Linked DNA regions of Danio rerio: region 2 is linked to region 1. A link is a contact called in public HiChIP or PLAC-seq data. All regions are on one chromosome and are shown on one strand. The core of a region is the stretch at or near the end of the contact, and the rest is flanking DNA. Distances in the headings are between cores, read along the strand shown.

The links. HiChIP or PLAC-seq counts read pairs in DNA pulled down with a chosen protein or histone mark.
Region 2: an H3K4me3 HiChIP or PLAC-seq map of gastrula embryo shows a contact between it and region 1, with 3 times the contacts expected there. The contact joins the promoter of LOC100000772 here to the promoter of arhgef1 in region 1. A contact is called at or near these places in 3 of 18 Hi-C or Micro-C datasets (caudal fin, hematopoietic stem cells and an unstated tissue) and 2 of 4 datasets of contacts at active chromatin or transcription factors (caudal fin and gastrula embryo).

The regions. Positions count from the first base shown.
Region 1 is chr16:29,351,721-29,359,328 of GRCz12tu, reverse strand. It overlaps arhgef1 (Rho guanine nucleotide exchange factor (GEF) 1), which reads left to right and starts at 4,201. Exons shown (of 31, transcript NM_001044848.2): 1 at 4,201-4,257.
Region 2 is chr16:29,498,368-29,505,975 of GRCz12tu, reverse strand. It overlaps LOC100000772, which reads left to right and starts at 3,764. Exons shown (of 3, transcript XM_005158030.6): 1 at 3,764-4,065; 2 at 4,448-4,952. The coding sequence starts at 4,460. megf8 (multiple EGF-like-domains 8) reads left to right here. Exons shown (of 44, transcript XM_005158031.6): 44 at 1-2,788. The coding sequence ends at 302.

The DNA of each region.
Region 1 (7,608 bases), core at 2,952-5,451:
CAAATGCAATGCTCAAACACATCAGTCTTGCACTAGGTCCTGAGACTCACTAGGGGCCTCAGGAAATTTCCAAGCCGAACAGATGACTAACATGAATGCAAAATGATTATTGAGTCAAATATGTACAGTCCCAACATTGGGTAATTTTATTTAAGTTAAATGTTAAGGACACTTTTTAACCCAATATTTGGGTCTGTTCATATTTTAACCAACACTGGGTTAAAACAACAACTTTTTTTGTGAAACAAGGTTTGCTTTTTTTAAAATTTACATTTAATTAATTTTGTTCACAGTAATTTTCATCACAGTGCCGCAGTGGGTAGCATGACCGCCTCACTGCAAGAAGGTCGCTGATTCGGGCGTGGGTTTCCTGCTTTAGTTTCCACCACAGACCAAAGACATGCGCTATAGTTGAATTGAATAATCTAAACTGGCCGTAGAGTATGTGTGTGAATGCAAGTGTGTATGGATGTTTTCAAGTATTTGTTGCGGCTGGAAGGGCATCTGCTGCGTAAAACATATGCTGGATAAGTTGGCGGTTCATTCCGCTGTGGCAACCCCTAATTAATAAAGGGACTAAGACGAAAAGAAAATGAATGAATAAATAACTTTGTTCCCCCTAGTATTGGAACACATAAGGGAAATATTAAATATGAGATTTTTAGATCTGGTAAATTCAAAGATTACTTAAAATACCGTAAATGAATTTTTGCTAAAAAAATTTTAATTAAAGAAGAAAAAAGTGTTTTAAAATATTTTTCATTTTAATGTATTCGATTTAATCATTGTTTTATAATGTTTAAACACTCAATAAAAAAATAAATAAATGGAAAAGCTTTGAGTTCTTTAAATGTTATTGTGGATGGTAAAAGGCTGAGAACTTAAATCTAAATCTGATACATAGAAAACAAATGGAAGATCACTGCATAATAATAATAATAATAATAATAATAATAATTATAATAATTATAAAAATAATAAAACATGTTTATGTGAATGGCCCCTGTCATTTTAGAAATCAAAATGCAACACAAAAACTGCTTCAAAAATTTCAACATTATAAAAAGAAAAGGAAATTATTATTCTCTCATCATAGGAAGCGGTAACAATGAGATATCTTGTAGCTAAGACAGCACAGTAAGTTAATATGTGTATCTTTAATCACTCACTTTTTAAAACTGCACTGCATTCTGGCCCTGCTGAGACAGACAGTAGGTTTGTTCTGCTTCATGTATTTCCCAGACTTTTCTTTAAGTAATGCTAAGCTCTGCAATACAGTGTTCAGTTGAACAATGTAATGCAAGCAAAATGCAATAATGGCATTGAGAGTCATTTTAACCTGATTCAGTTGCGCAGCAATAAGGCACTTTTGTTTTATTGTGCTGATTCCAAAGGATTCAGACAAATTTATAGTCAAACATTGCCATCTTGTGGTTAAAATAAAAATCCAAGCCCTTCGTAGTCTTCTGAAGCTAATGTTTATTTATTTATTTATTTATTTATTTATTTCACATTTCATGTCCTGTTCATATCTTTTTTTAAACAAACACTTTATGAGCCTGAGAATGAGAGAAAATACTGCTCATGTCAGTGAATATTGAAAATTTGTATCTATTTCACTGTATATATTTTATTATTGTGTACATTATGTTCAATTACTATTACTATATGGGATAGTTGTATTGGTGTCATTTTACTCTGTACCTAATTCAAGAGTGATATATGAGGCAGGGAAATGATTAAGTAATATATGTGTAGTGATCCAAAGTTGACCAATGTGGAGCAGTTGTTTTTCACATTGCTCAAAAGAATGGACTGAGGAGTGTGCGAAAAATAATAATAATAAAAAATATCTGCTTCCTCTAATTGTGCCCTTTGGAAATTTTCCCTATTTATGCCCAAATGATGACCCTACTGGACTGAGTTATGCCGCTCGTTTCACTTTTCAATAATTCATTTGCCCAGTGGTGGGGTATTATAATTAATCAAGTGTGAATAATATTAGTTGCAGGATCTGCTCCTTTTTTAACCAGTGTTCACTCTGATGTTTATCAAGTTTTAATATATGAACATTCGAATTGAATGTAAAGATGTACATCAATTTGGAGCAGAATGACACACGTTAATGAATCTTGAAAACGAGGAAGTGGGGAAAATAAGGGCCAAATACATTTTACCAACCTGAGTCAACGGTTTTCACAGATATTCTTTGGAAAGTTCTTATCAGATTCGAGATAAGAACTTAAATGAGTTGTTACTTGACAGTTGGTTACTTGACTTGCCCATACTACAGAAGATTTCCGCTGTACATAGGACTTTGCGTATTTGTGTGTACACATTGAAAAGGAAAAAATACCATTTACCTTACAGTAAAACTTTTCTTTGTTTTATTGTAAAATTTAAAACAGAAAGGATGACTAGAACAAAAAATGAGTAAAGAGTAATATCTTCAAGAGCAATAAACAATATTCTTGAGATTGAATTGTGAGATTGTGGATTTTTCTTTCAGTTCAATTAAACGTGCTCTGAATTATTCTTACATGAAAAACATTGACACCCAGTGTAACTTTGTACTTCAAGGTTCAGTACTGTGGAAAATGTTATTTAAATTCTTAAAATTTGCTTATGTTGCATTTTAAAATGTTAATTGAAAGGTTATTTAGATTTAACTATTTTTCCCAATTTTGTTGAAAACTGGTGACACTGGTGGCTTACATTAAGGTTGCTGATTCAAGTCCTGGCTTGGCCAGTTGGCATTTCTGTATGGAGTTTGCATGTTCTCCCTGTGTTGGCATGGGTTTCCCCCACAGTTCAACGACATGCACTATAGGTTAATTGTGTGTGTGTGTGTGAATAAGTGTGTATGAATTTTTCCCAGTACTGGGTTACAGCTGAAAGGACATTCGCTGTGTAAAACATGTGCTGGATAAGTTGACGGTTCATTCCACTTTGGCGACCCCTGATGAGTAAAAGGACAAAGCCAAAGAAAAATTGATGAATAAATGAATGTTTGAAAACTCACATTTATGCTGAATACTAATATCTTGCAAAATAATAAGAAAAATATTATTTTGTCATGATAGCCAAGGCAATAAAATTTAAAACTATCATGTTTAAATGTGTTTAAAAAAAGCTTATATATGTTAAACAACATTTGAGTTTTTTTAAATTACAATTTGAGCGACATGTTGGCTCAGTTGTTAGCCATGTCGCCTCACAGCAAAAAGGTTGCTGGTTGGAGTCAAGGCTGGGTCATTTGATATTTCTGTGTGGAGTTTGCATGTTCTCCCCATGTTCGCGTGGGTTTCCTCTGGATACTCCGGTTTCCCCCATATTCCAAAGACATGCAGTACAGGTGAATTGAATAAACTAAATTGGCCATAGTGTATGTGTTTAATGTGAGAGTGTATGAGTGTTTCCCAGTACTAGGTTACAGCTGGAAGAGTATCCGTTGTGTAAAACATATACTGGATAAGTTGGTGGTTCATTCTGCTGTGGAGACCCCTGATGAACAAATGAAAATGAAAAAAATAATAAATAGCAATTTCACTGGGGGTCTAATTATTATTTTATCTGTAAATATAATAAATAAATGAATGCTATAATTAGTTTTCAATAGTGTTAAAAGATGACTCTTGGACAGTTTTTTATTTAGACATTGGTCTTGTCAAATTCACAGAATGCCTTAAATACAGAGATTAAGTTGACAATAGAAAAAAATATTTTTAAAAAGCTAAATAAAAGACTACAGGCTCATATTTTCTGCACATACAGATCAACGTATTTCAAAGTAAAGGTCAGGCTTATTTCATAAATGGTGAAAATGTGTAGAGTAATACCACAGGGAGCCGTGTAGTGTTCGAAGAGCCCTGAGAGCCGTTCTAATGGAGGGGAACGAATTTAGTGTAACACTGCTCGTAACCACACGGACATAGATGAAATGAATTTCTGGACACCGTTTGGCCTCTGGTGGTCGCAAGTCATACAGGAAGAGGCGGTGGAAGGCGAAAAGTTACGTTCCCCAAAGCAAAAAAACACACAGCTTCTCTGTCGATGGCACCCTGGAACCACTAAGCATATTTATCAAATTTTCGCAAATTAAGAATGGTTTAGTCTTGTTTGTTAATCTGCAGTCAAACATCGCGCGCTTGAATTTGTCTCCACTTCCGCGTACAATGTTTTTTTCCAACGACATACGACAAGTTTAGAACAGGAAGCCTGCAGAGGCGCTTGTCACTTCGTCTCACCTTTTAGAAGGTAAGTTTTTTAGCTCAAACATGTGTACTATTGGGTCAGTTATGATTTTGGTGGTTTTCTGTACATTTTTATGGCACAGCGTTGTGATTTGTCATCAGAGGCAGCATTCGCACACTTGATTAGCATGATCCGATTCTGCCAGTTTGCCTTTGCTCGCCGAGAGGAATGTTGTGTTTGGCTACAATGTAACCCTTGCCAGCATTCCTTTTATTTCCGTCGACCTGCGACATTATTTTTCAACAAAATAACGTAAGAATCCTGCGAGACATTCGCGAGATGTTTTGAATGAGGATAAGGCTCTTTGACAGCTAACGTACAGTTTTACTTGAAATGCCTCGACGCGTTACGAGAGCTACAAAACGTCCAAATCATGCGTCAACATAACCATCGTTTATGTTATTGATATTTTAGCCTTTATCAGCATTGACAGAACGTTAGCTTTACACTGTAATTAATTTCACATATTTGCACAATCTGATTAATTCAATCATTTAGTAACATAAATAAAATTCCCCACAGGAGCCAACATAAGTCTGAAAAGTTTTCTTTTAAATTTTATTAATGTTTAAGCAATATCAACAGAGTGATGTTGTACTTCATATAGCTCATATGTCATTTCCGTTTTCAAACTGGTTCAACACAAGCGTTTAATGGACAATCAGCTTATTGCTTTCCATTTTATTTCGTAGTTCCTCCCTACTAATTAAAATAATTTTTCGATAAATAGGAGTAACTACTTTTATGTGCCATCAAGGAAACTGAAAGTCTGGTCTGGAGTCTGGATCTGAAGTTGAGAGTGGATAACATATTCCGCTTCATGTTTTGTATTTCACACTCAATGGTGAGAAAATCTCAGGTGAAGAGAAAACTGACTTCTAAACCGCCATAAATCACTGTGCTTTACATCTGTAAGAGAAAACACTGTCCCTTCTGTTACATGCTCGTGGACCTCTTCGCATTCATTTGCCTCATTTTCTATTCAATTATGAGGTTCAAATACTGCATTTTGGGGACATTTTAAGCACCAAATTTAGCTTGTACGATGGTTATCATTACCACACTTTTTGATACAACAAAACATTTCCTACATTTTTGTCAAAGTGCTTAATCTGACATAAACTATATTTTGTTTACAAGAATTGTGTTTATTTACAAATGTGCATTACGTTATTACAGTTTTATAAATATTGTAATAAGATAAAAAAAATACTTAGCTTTTTTTAAATGATCATTTTTTATCATCCATCATTGAAAAAGGAATCTGTTCCACTTGTTTTAAATTAAAAACTGTAGCCTATAGGCAAGTAACAAACTAGCCAGCTCATTTGCAGAATTTGTCCATTTTAAAAATAATTAATAATTACATTCGTCTTTAAGCCCTCTTTTATCAATTATTTTCACAGTTTATGATGGCATACTGTCAAAATTGAGACAAATGAGCTAATCTAGGGGCCAAATTCTGGACTTCATCAGTTGGGGGTGGGTCTTTCGATCCACCTGAACCCCTGAGTTACATTGTGTTAGTTGCTTTGTTCCAACTTTCCCCCATTCAAATCCCAGCAATTCACATTTAAGATCAAAGCTGCCTGCATTAAATATGTATAATAATCTCTGGTTAGTAATAAGTTTATCATGAATATGCTTTAACAAACTTGAGTATAAATCTTTAATCCATTGTTTTCGTAGTAGCCAGTTTGTTTTTGCTGTCATTTTACAAGCGAATCTCAAGTAGGGCTGCACAATATTGGAGAAATTTGATATTGATTTAGCTTTTTTTCAGCGAAAGGATCTGCCAGTGGCGTATGTGAAATAATCTTGTTTTTGCTATAAAATGTAGATATTTGGACTGACAACAAGACAAAAATTCTAAGTAATATTTTTTTTCTGCAAAAATCATATAAATTACATATAAATACATTGATTAAATACAATTCTGTAGCTCCTGCTCAGTTACTATTCAGATTAGACATTGCATATCTTTGCGATTTGTTCATTGCGGATGCGCACATTGCGATATCGATGCTGAAACAATATATTGTGCAGCCCTAATGTCAAGGTAAATTGATGTCAGCCATTGTTTACATTTTATGTTTGGCTTCTAGGTAATTCGTTGTGTAGAAAACCACCGTTGTCCATTACATTTTTGGGCAAGGAGCACTTAAGAAGCATCGTTAGTCTTGATGTAGTTCTTAGCCACGACTGTCTGACAGCTAGAGTGAACTGGGATTAGATTAGTTTAACCTTCATGGAGTGAGCCTTGTTCATATTTATTGGATGCATTTGAAGAGAAATTGCAGTCATCAGTTAACCTGCCTGTGTTCCTCTGTCAGCCGATGCTACTCTGTTTTTATCCCCCTGGTGTTGTCTATAAACATTCTCAACGCTTGTTTCCTTGAGCTTCTCGTGAAAATGCATTTACGCCACTGTCAGAATGTGTAATCCTTTTGGAAGGTCAATGCAGTTCAGATTATTCTGTGAAAAGGCCAAACGGGAGCATTGTTACAGTGTGTTCTTGTTGGCTGCTTGTTGCGTTACTGCAGATCATAGTGGAAAAACAGGAAGACGGTAGAGAGTCACAGAGACTCAAAAAGGTTTAGGTCAACAACAGTAAAAAGGCTTCAGGGTTTTTGTTGTAGATAGTACAACCCATTACAAAGGGATTCCTAATTACTATACTTCAGTGGAAAAGCTGGAATGATAAGCCTGTCACGAAGACCAGTTGGATTGGTTTTGTTTATTATCTGAAAGATTTGTATGTACAATTTCAAAGCATGCATGCTAATATAGAATCTGTACAATACTTTGTGTAGATTTTAGTGTATAATTTGTTTGTAAAATATTTTGTGCAGTTATTAGTTCAACACACTTATGTTCACCAAAGCTGCAATTAGTTCAACAAAATACAGCAAATGTAGTAATATTGTGGATATTAGTACACTCTCAGAAATAAAGGTACGCAAGCTGTCACTGAGGTGGTACCTTTTAAAACCTTACAAATTTGTACCTGAAAGATACATATTAGTACTTAAAAAGTACAAAAGTGTTCCTCTTAAAATTGTTAGGAACTAATATGTACTTTTGAGGTACCAAAATGGAGCCTTCAAGTATAAATGTGTACCTTTTAAAAAGGTACCACCCCAGTGACAGCTCACGTACCTTTGTTTCGGAGAGTGTATGATTTAAAACAGCTTTTTTTAAACATTCAGTCATGTTTGTGTAGTTCATAGGGATGCTCATTTCAGTTAATTTTGCCAACCGACAAACTGTGTCTGACTCTTTAAATATTGCATTACTGATTTATTTTAACATGTGAACATATTAACAACAGAACATTTTCACACACCTGTTTCC
Region 2 (7,608 bases), core at 2,515-5,014, 150 kb before region 1:
ATTTCTGCCGCTCCGACCCTTTCCTATCTCAACTCATGGGTTTCTCATACTCATCCTTCAAAGTTGGGCCAATCACTCTGGAACCCACAGACGACGGGATGGCAGGGGTAGCCACAGTGCTCATACAGCTACCAGGAGGCATCCTTGCACCAAATCGGGCCTGTTTAGGTTCTGCACTTGTTACTTTGCGGCAGAATTTGCAGGAGTACTGTGGACACGGTGGAGCAGGAACGCATCCTGGTGCCGGCGGTGGCCGAAAAGGCTTGCTGGGCCACCAACATCTTACAACCATGGCCATGTAATAAGATGGGAATTGAGTGGGAGAAATAGACTGAAAAGGAAAAAACTATCAAGGGAGATTTTCAGAGTTAAGAACAGAAAGGGCAAAGGAAGTTGTGAAGCTTTTAAAGGGATAGACCACCCAAAAAGTTAAAAATGTTTTCATCATTTACACATTTACAATTTTTTTTCAATGCAGATAAGTTCAATGAGGTCCAAAATCAAACACCAATGGATCCCACTGACATCAGCTGTTTAAGCAAAAAAGCACTGAGACATTTTAAGAAGTATCTTAAACTACAAGAGGGTGCGTAAACGATGACACCATTTTAAAGGTATAGTTTACCCACAAAATATGAAAATTCTGTAATTATTTATTTATCTTTTACTAGCATTCACTATTTGTCAACACAACAAAAGAAATGATGAGAAAGGTCGAAAACCAGTGGCCATTGACTTCCACAGTTTTTTTTCTTACTATGGATGTCAATGGGAATTGAATAAGCTAAATTGTCCATAGTGTATGTGTGTGAATGCAAGAGTGTATGGGTGTTTCCCAGTACTGGGTTGCTGCATAAAAAAAGTCCTGGATAAGTTAGCGGTTCATTCTGCTGTGGCGATCCCTGATTAATAAAGGCACTAAGCCAAAAAGAAAATGAATAAATGGATGTCAATGGCTACTGGTTTGCAGTACTCTTAAAAGAAATCTTCTTACAAGTTCAACAACAACAAAAAAAGAAATTATTAAATGTTTTCCACCATATGAGGGGTTGTAAATGCTGAGTAAAATTGGATGTTTGGGTGAGCTACTCCTTTAAGGGTGAAAATCCTTTTATTTTTGTTTGTTACTAAAGGGATGTATTTATTTTACAGAAGAGGAAAAAGAAGAATCATAGGAATTGTGATATGTACATATACTGTAATTAAGTATTAGATGTTGTTTACTTGTTTATCACTCCTAAAAAGCTCCATATTGACTTAAGGCAGCAACCTTTATGCAATGCACTACTTGTATATCCATGCTTTGTTGCTGCGTTCTTTGTCTTACATACACTACTGAAACCAGCTGGACAAGACGACGATAACTACAGCATGACATATCACCTGAAACGTCAAAACGTCGACTTTGCAGCTGAACCAATGTGCTTTATATCCTCATGTGACAATCTGAACTGCCATCCAAACCAAGAGACGGTGCAACGTGTCCGCTTGAATGTGCAAAACTTTGATTGTCTGCAAAAAAGAAATGGGGACAGATGATGTTAAAAAAAATAGTTGTAATGCTTTTGTTACTGGTATTTTGTCATGGCTGTGATTAGTTGAAGCTTCCTGTAATATAACAGATTGAATCTAGTCAATAGGTCTTGTTCATGTTGAGCCATTGGCTTATTTTTATACATATTCATTCAGACTGAAGATGCATTTCAGACTATCGATTTGATGGTTTACGGTTACACGTCCTTTGTTTGCATTGATGACATGCCTTTACTCACTTTGCCTTGAACCGGACGTTGTTACAACCTTGTGACTGAATCCTCACTCTTTTTGTATTCGATTTAGGATTGGAGTTCTATGAGTTCAGGCTGTTATCTTAAGTAATGCAGGTGTGTGTGTGTGTGTGTGTTAATGTGAAGGAATAAGCTGATTAACAAGGGCCCAGAAAACATCCATGTTATTCACATTGTGTAGGGAATGAAGGATAACTTTTTTTCTTTGCTTTATTTCTGTTCCCTCCTTACACTGATTTAGTTTAACCAAAAGGTAAAAAGGATTTATAAATAATGTGTTCAATATTTAACTAGTGATCGATGAAATTCAGTTTCCTATTTTATTTCACCGAAGGGTCATGTTCAGCCAGATTCATAGAAGATCTGTTGAACAAAGTGCAATGCAAATTTTAAACGTATAGAAACGCTATAGTATGCTCCTGGTGAGACACTATAAGGTGATGAAATGAAGAGAGGAAATCACTGAAAACACTACAGTTAGCCTTCTATCTGTATGATGTTTTATGGAGTTTGTTACAGTATTGCCATTAATATGGAGTTTCCGTTTTACTTGTTTTTTCTGAAGATGGACTGTTATTTTCTGAGCATAATTTGACGTATTTATGTAGGCTGATGTAGAAATCTACATTTCTCTTATTTTTTGACAATTAAAGTTCTCATGAATTATAAAATATTACGAAAAATGTTCATTTGACATTGATTATTTAATGTAAATAACATAACAGGAGAAGCCATATGTTTATCTCGGGTGACACTCCAGAGGGAAAAAAAGCTATTGCAAACTGATGGTTGGTTACTTTGTTGCATTAAATCAAGAACAAGGGATTGTGATGTAAATTAAGCGAAAGACCAAAATGGATTTGAGTTTGACTATGGTGAAAAAGCTTTGTTCTGTTCAGACATTTTCAAATGCTTTTACAGTCTTTTTTTCTGTGATTGACGCACATGCCTTTGATGCTTAACAGAAGTTTGTCCATAATAAAATATCATCCATTAATGGTTACCAGAGTTGGTTGCGTTTTTGGCCATTTAGCTTCTTGTACCTGACATAATGCTTCTCAAAGAATTGGACTGCTAGGGATGTCAAACTCAAATCCTGGAGGCCCACAGCCCTGCGGAGTTTAGTTCCAGCTCTGCTTCAAAACAGCTGTCTGTAGGTATCCAACAAGTCTAAAGCACTCAATTAGTCTGATCAGGTGTGTTTAATTAGGGTTGGAATTAAACTGCAGAGCTGAGGCTATCCAGGAATTAAGTTTGACACCTGTGCATTAACAGTAAAAACATTGCAACTGTGTCTCTTTCATGGTGTTTAGATGTCTCTAATGATTAGATACACCTGAGTTGATGCTGTGGTGGTCATAGGGAAGTGGAGAGCATGATTCCTGAAACACCCCAGTGACAGATGGGTCTTTGCGTTGATCCCGGGTGCAAGTCTGATCACCTACTCACACCTGCAGTTCTCCATGACGGATGTCCAGTGTTCTCACAAGAATTTGGGCCAGTGGAGAAATGGTTGTGCCCAACTGAGTCTGCTTACTCTCAAGGTTTTTTTCCCCTTCACTTTCATCAATTGGTTAAATTTTTGTTCTTCGCCCCTGTCTTGCTTGGTTTGGGACTTGTGGAGCTGCACATTGATGGATTTGCCCTTTAGTGTTTAAACTTTCAGCAATAAAATTTAAACAATACTTAAGTGATCTAAACTGAACCTTAACTCTGAAAATGGACTGACACAGTGTCAATCTACTAGAACTTCTGTTAAGCTGCTTTGACACAATGTTGTAAAAGCGCTATAGAAATAAAATAATAATTGAATTGAATACAGAATAATACAATTTTTAAATAAGCTATATTAAAATGTATACTATTTAATAGTGAAAATCTTTTAATATAAATATAACTAAATACAGTAAAAAGCAATGCAGGAAAGGGTCGCGAGCTTTTATTTTGAAAAACGCCTAGGTTCATGGTCTTATTTTGAAATGCGTTATCGTTGCTGCCTTTACGTGTTGTTATTTACAACCAGCATCGTTTTAACGTCTTTTAGATTTGTGAAACGGCCTCAGTCGCCGCGTTAGGTCGTTTATAACTAGTATTTAACCTAATACAATGAACGGCGTTGGTGTCATTTTAGGGGTGGAAGTTCAAGGCGTTTGTTTGAAGATGGTGTTCACTGAGGGCTGTCACAGTCCACTGGATAATAACCAGAGGTTCTAGACCGGTGGGGTTTGAACCTAACGTTACATCCAAATGCAGCAAATGAACTGACGTTTGTCCCCCGGTAAGAACATCGTGTTTAATTATTTAAGCCAACACGAATCTTCTATTTATGTTTGCTAGCCGCTGTCACACATGCTGTATGAACCTTCAAGATTATCTAGACCAGTCTGTCAAACCAACCAACGTATTTTAAACCACAGACCAGATTTCTGAAGGTCCTGAAAAACTAATAATTTGCCTTTGCACAAATTAACTCCTTAAATGTTCTAAATGTTATACCAGTATTGTGTTTAACCTGTAATTAAACTGTAACCTATAATAAATTAACACCTTAAAATCATTAAATGCTCTAACGTTAAATATTATACCAGTAATGTTATTGTTTTTAACCTGTAGATGAAACTATAACCTATAATACTGTTATTTCCAATTTTTTTATTTAGGTTGTTCAAAAGATGAAACCCAACTTGTTAAAGAAAACAAAACTATCCAGTCAAAAGAGCAAAGACAAACAGTTGCAAAATGGTGATAAGGAGCCCCTTCCATCAGATGTTGATGCCATCTGTGTTGGCACAGATGCAACTGAAACATCTAATGATATGCTGAACTGTGTAATGGACTGTTGTCCCAAAGTCACACAGATGAGTCCAGAGCAAGGAGAGTTGGAAGCTTTGGGAGTCCTAATGCTATCAGAGCAACACCAGCAGCACAATGTGAACCTGCAGCCTTGTCCTCCTGCGCTCAGAACATTTGTTCCAAAGACAGAGCCAGATCACTTTCCCTTAAACCAAACTAGTTTTCAGGTCAAAACTGAGCCTGGAATTTATGAAGTACTTCAGAGAGAGTCTACGTTGACTGTGGAAGAGAAAAAGGAGAGATATAAGGAAGTGAAGCTTGAGATGCCAGAGGAAAACCTGCTGTGTAATTCTGACCTGGAGGAAACCATGGGTAATGTATTTATTTATTAGGCCTTAAACCTATAAATGACACAATTTGCTCATTTTAAAGATGTGACAGATTTGGAGGTGTGCACGGAAATATTTTAGCTCTGGATTAGGACATTTGTTTAATCTCAGCTTTATTTTTTGTTTGACTGTCATTTTGGTCTAGTTTACCATTTTAACTTTATTTTATTATTTAAAAATGTTGTTTTTAGATCAGTCAGAGTTACGAAAACCCATTCTGTTCCATTTTTAAAGTTGTTTGCACATTTTTCAGTTTAGAATTTACATTAAAATACTTTTTGTTTTTGTAAATGTTATAAAAATATTAAATATTTTAATTTCAACAATATTTGTATTATTATAAAGTTGATCTTTTATTTGAAATTATTTTTGATGTAAATGTATTGGTTTATTTGGTGTATTTTATAGGTATAAGTTTAATTCATTTATTGAAAAAAAAAACTATACCATAATTATCTCAGTGTAAAGGAAAAAACAAAACAAAACACAATTTTGTGGAAATGTGCAAGTTCAGTCTATAGGCATTCACAAGTACTTAACAACCAAAATGACAATGACTAATTAAAGAGGCCTCTTGCACAAAGCTGGTTTGGGGTTTTACCTAGGTAAGTTTAATCAAATTCTGTGTTTTTGATCTAAAAACAGGGGTGCCCAAACCTTTTCTTATAAAGGACCAAAAACCAAACTTAACTGAGGGCTGTGGGTCGAAGGTACATTAAAGTTCTCATGAGTAATTGCCTAATTTATTTATTCATTAATTTTCTTTTCGGCTTAGTTCCTTTATTAATCTGGGTTTACCACAGCGGAATGAACCGCCAACTTATTCAGCATATGTTTTACGCAGCGGATGCCCTTCCAGTTGCAACCTATCACTGGGAAACATCCACACACACTCATACACTACGGTCAATTTTAGCCTACCCAATTCACCTGTACCGCATGTGTTTGGATTGTGGGGGAAACCGGAGCACCCTGAGGAAACCCACGTGAACAAAGGGAGAACATGCAAACTCCACACAGAAATGCCAACTGACCCAGTCGAGGCTCAAACCAGCGACCTTCTTGCTGTGAAGCGACAGCACTACCTGGTGCGCCACTGCATCGCCCCTAATTTATTTAATGAAACTTAAAACTAACTAGAAAACATGGCTTCAGATTATATAAACAAATGCAGTCTATATATATATATATATAATATAATATATATATATATATATATATATATATATATATATATATATATATATATAAAGTTTAATGAAGTTATTACAGCAAAAACATTAACAATCACATTAATACAACTCTGAATTAAGTTCAATTCTGAATACACTAAGTTGCACCTGCTTTTGGCACTATTGAAACCAAGGTTTTACATTGGCACAGATGACCAAAGGTGTTGGCTATAGCAGCCCAGCCATGTATTTTTACCCTTTGGAGCTCCCGAAAAATAATTTTGGTGGACACCAAGATTTGCTGTCTTGGTCACAAATGCGCCAGCGAAATGCCCACCAACAATTTTTTTCTCTTTTAAAGTCTGATATGTCACCCATAATGTTGTTCATTGCAACATTTGAAGTAAAATTGTGTTGTTACTCTGGTAATCAAAACTTCACACTCTCTTCTTACTCATGGAATGTGCAATCAATGAAGGTGCCACCAGGCTCAAATTTAGCCATGAAACTCTACATTATGCGTGTTCAGTTTCATTTTCCAACCCATGTAGCTTTTACAGGCACTTTTAGGGAATTGTTTTGACAGTGTTGTCATCTGTATACAAAATAATTTAAGAACAAAAAATGGTGAGCAGGAAAATACATTGACTTTTATGTATCATTTATTCTACTCTGTCTCAGTTGGCCATTTTTATTTCAATATACAGATAGTTGTTTTAAAAGAGTTGAAGTTTACATTAAGGATGCTCTGATTGATCGGCCGGAGATCAGTATTGGTACTGTGTTTTTGACAATATTGCAAGTTCACTAAAACCTGGCTGGAAATATTAGATACATTTAAAAAAAATATATTTTTTTAACATGAATATTTAATAATATAACTTCTTGTAATTTACTTATTGCAATAAACAGTAGTTTATATACCCATTTCCTAATAGTAAAGAAGTAATGGATTTATAGGTTTGCATTTGAATCTTTTCTGAATCAAATATTAACTTTTCATCAAATATGAATTTTTTCTTGACTGAGAGATGTTGTTTCCAAATTGATTTGTTAGTCATTTTCTACACCAAGTTTTTTTTGACATGTTCACACCTTAATGGTTATACAAGTATTTATAGTATTATATGCAGCATCCTTAATTTATTCTTTCAAGTAAGGAGAAATCTCCACTTAATTATAAAGCTTAAAGCATCAGAATCAGTACTTTGTATCGGCCGATCACCATGAAAAGGAATCGGTACTCTGCATCGGCTGCAAAGATCCTGATCGGAGCATCCCTAGTTTACAATATAGCAGCATATATTCAGCAATATTTTATTTTTGATTACCGTTTTGAGTCTTTGGCACTTTTACCCAATACTGGATCATTTTACAAAATACTACAGCCAGATGGAAAAATACAATCAAATAAAACTGGCAAGTAAGTATTTAGATTGGACCTGTTGGAACTTTAGTTGATTATAA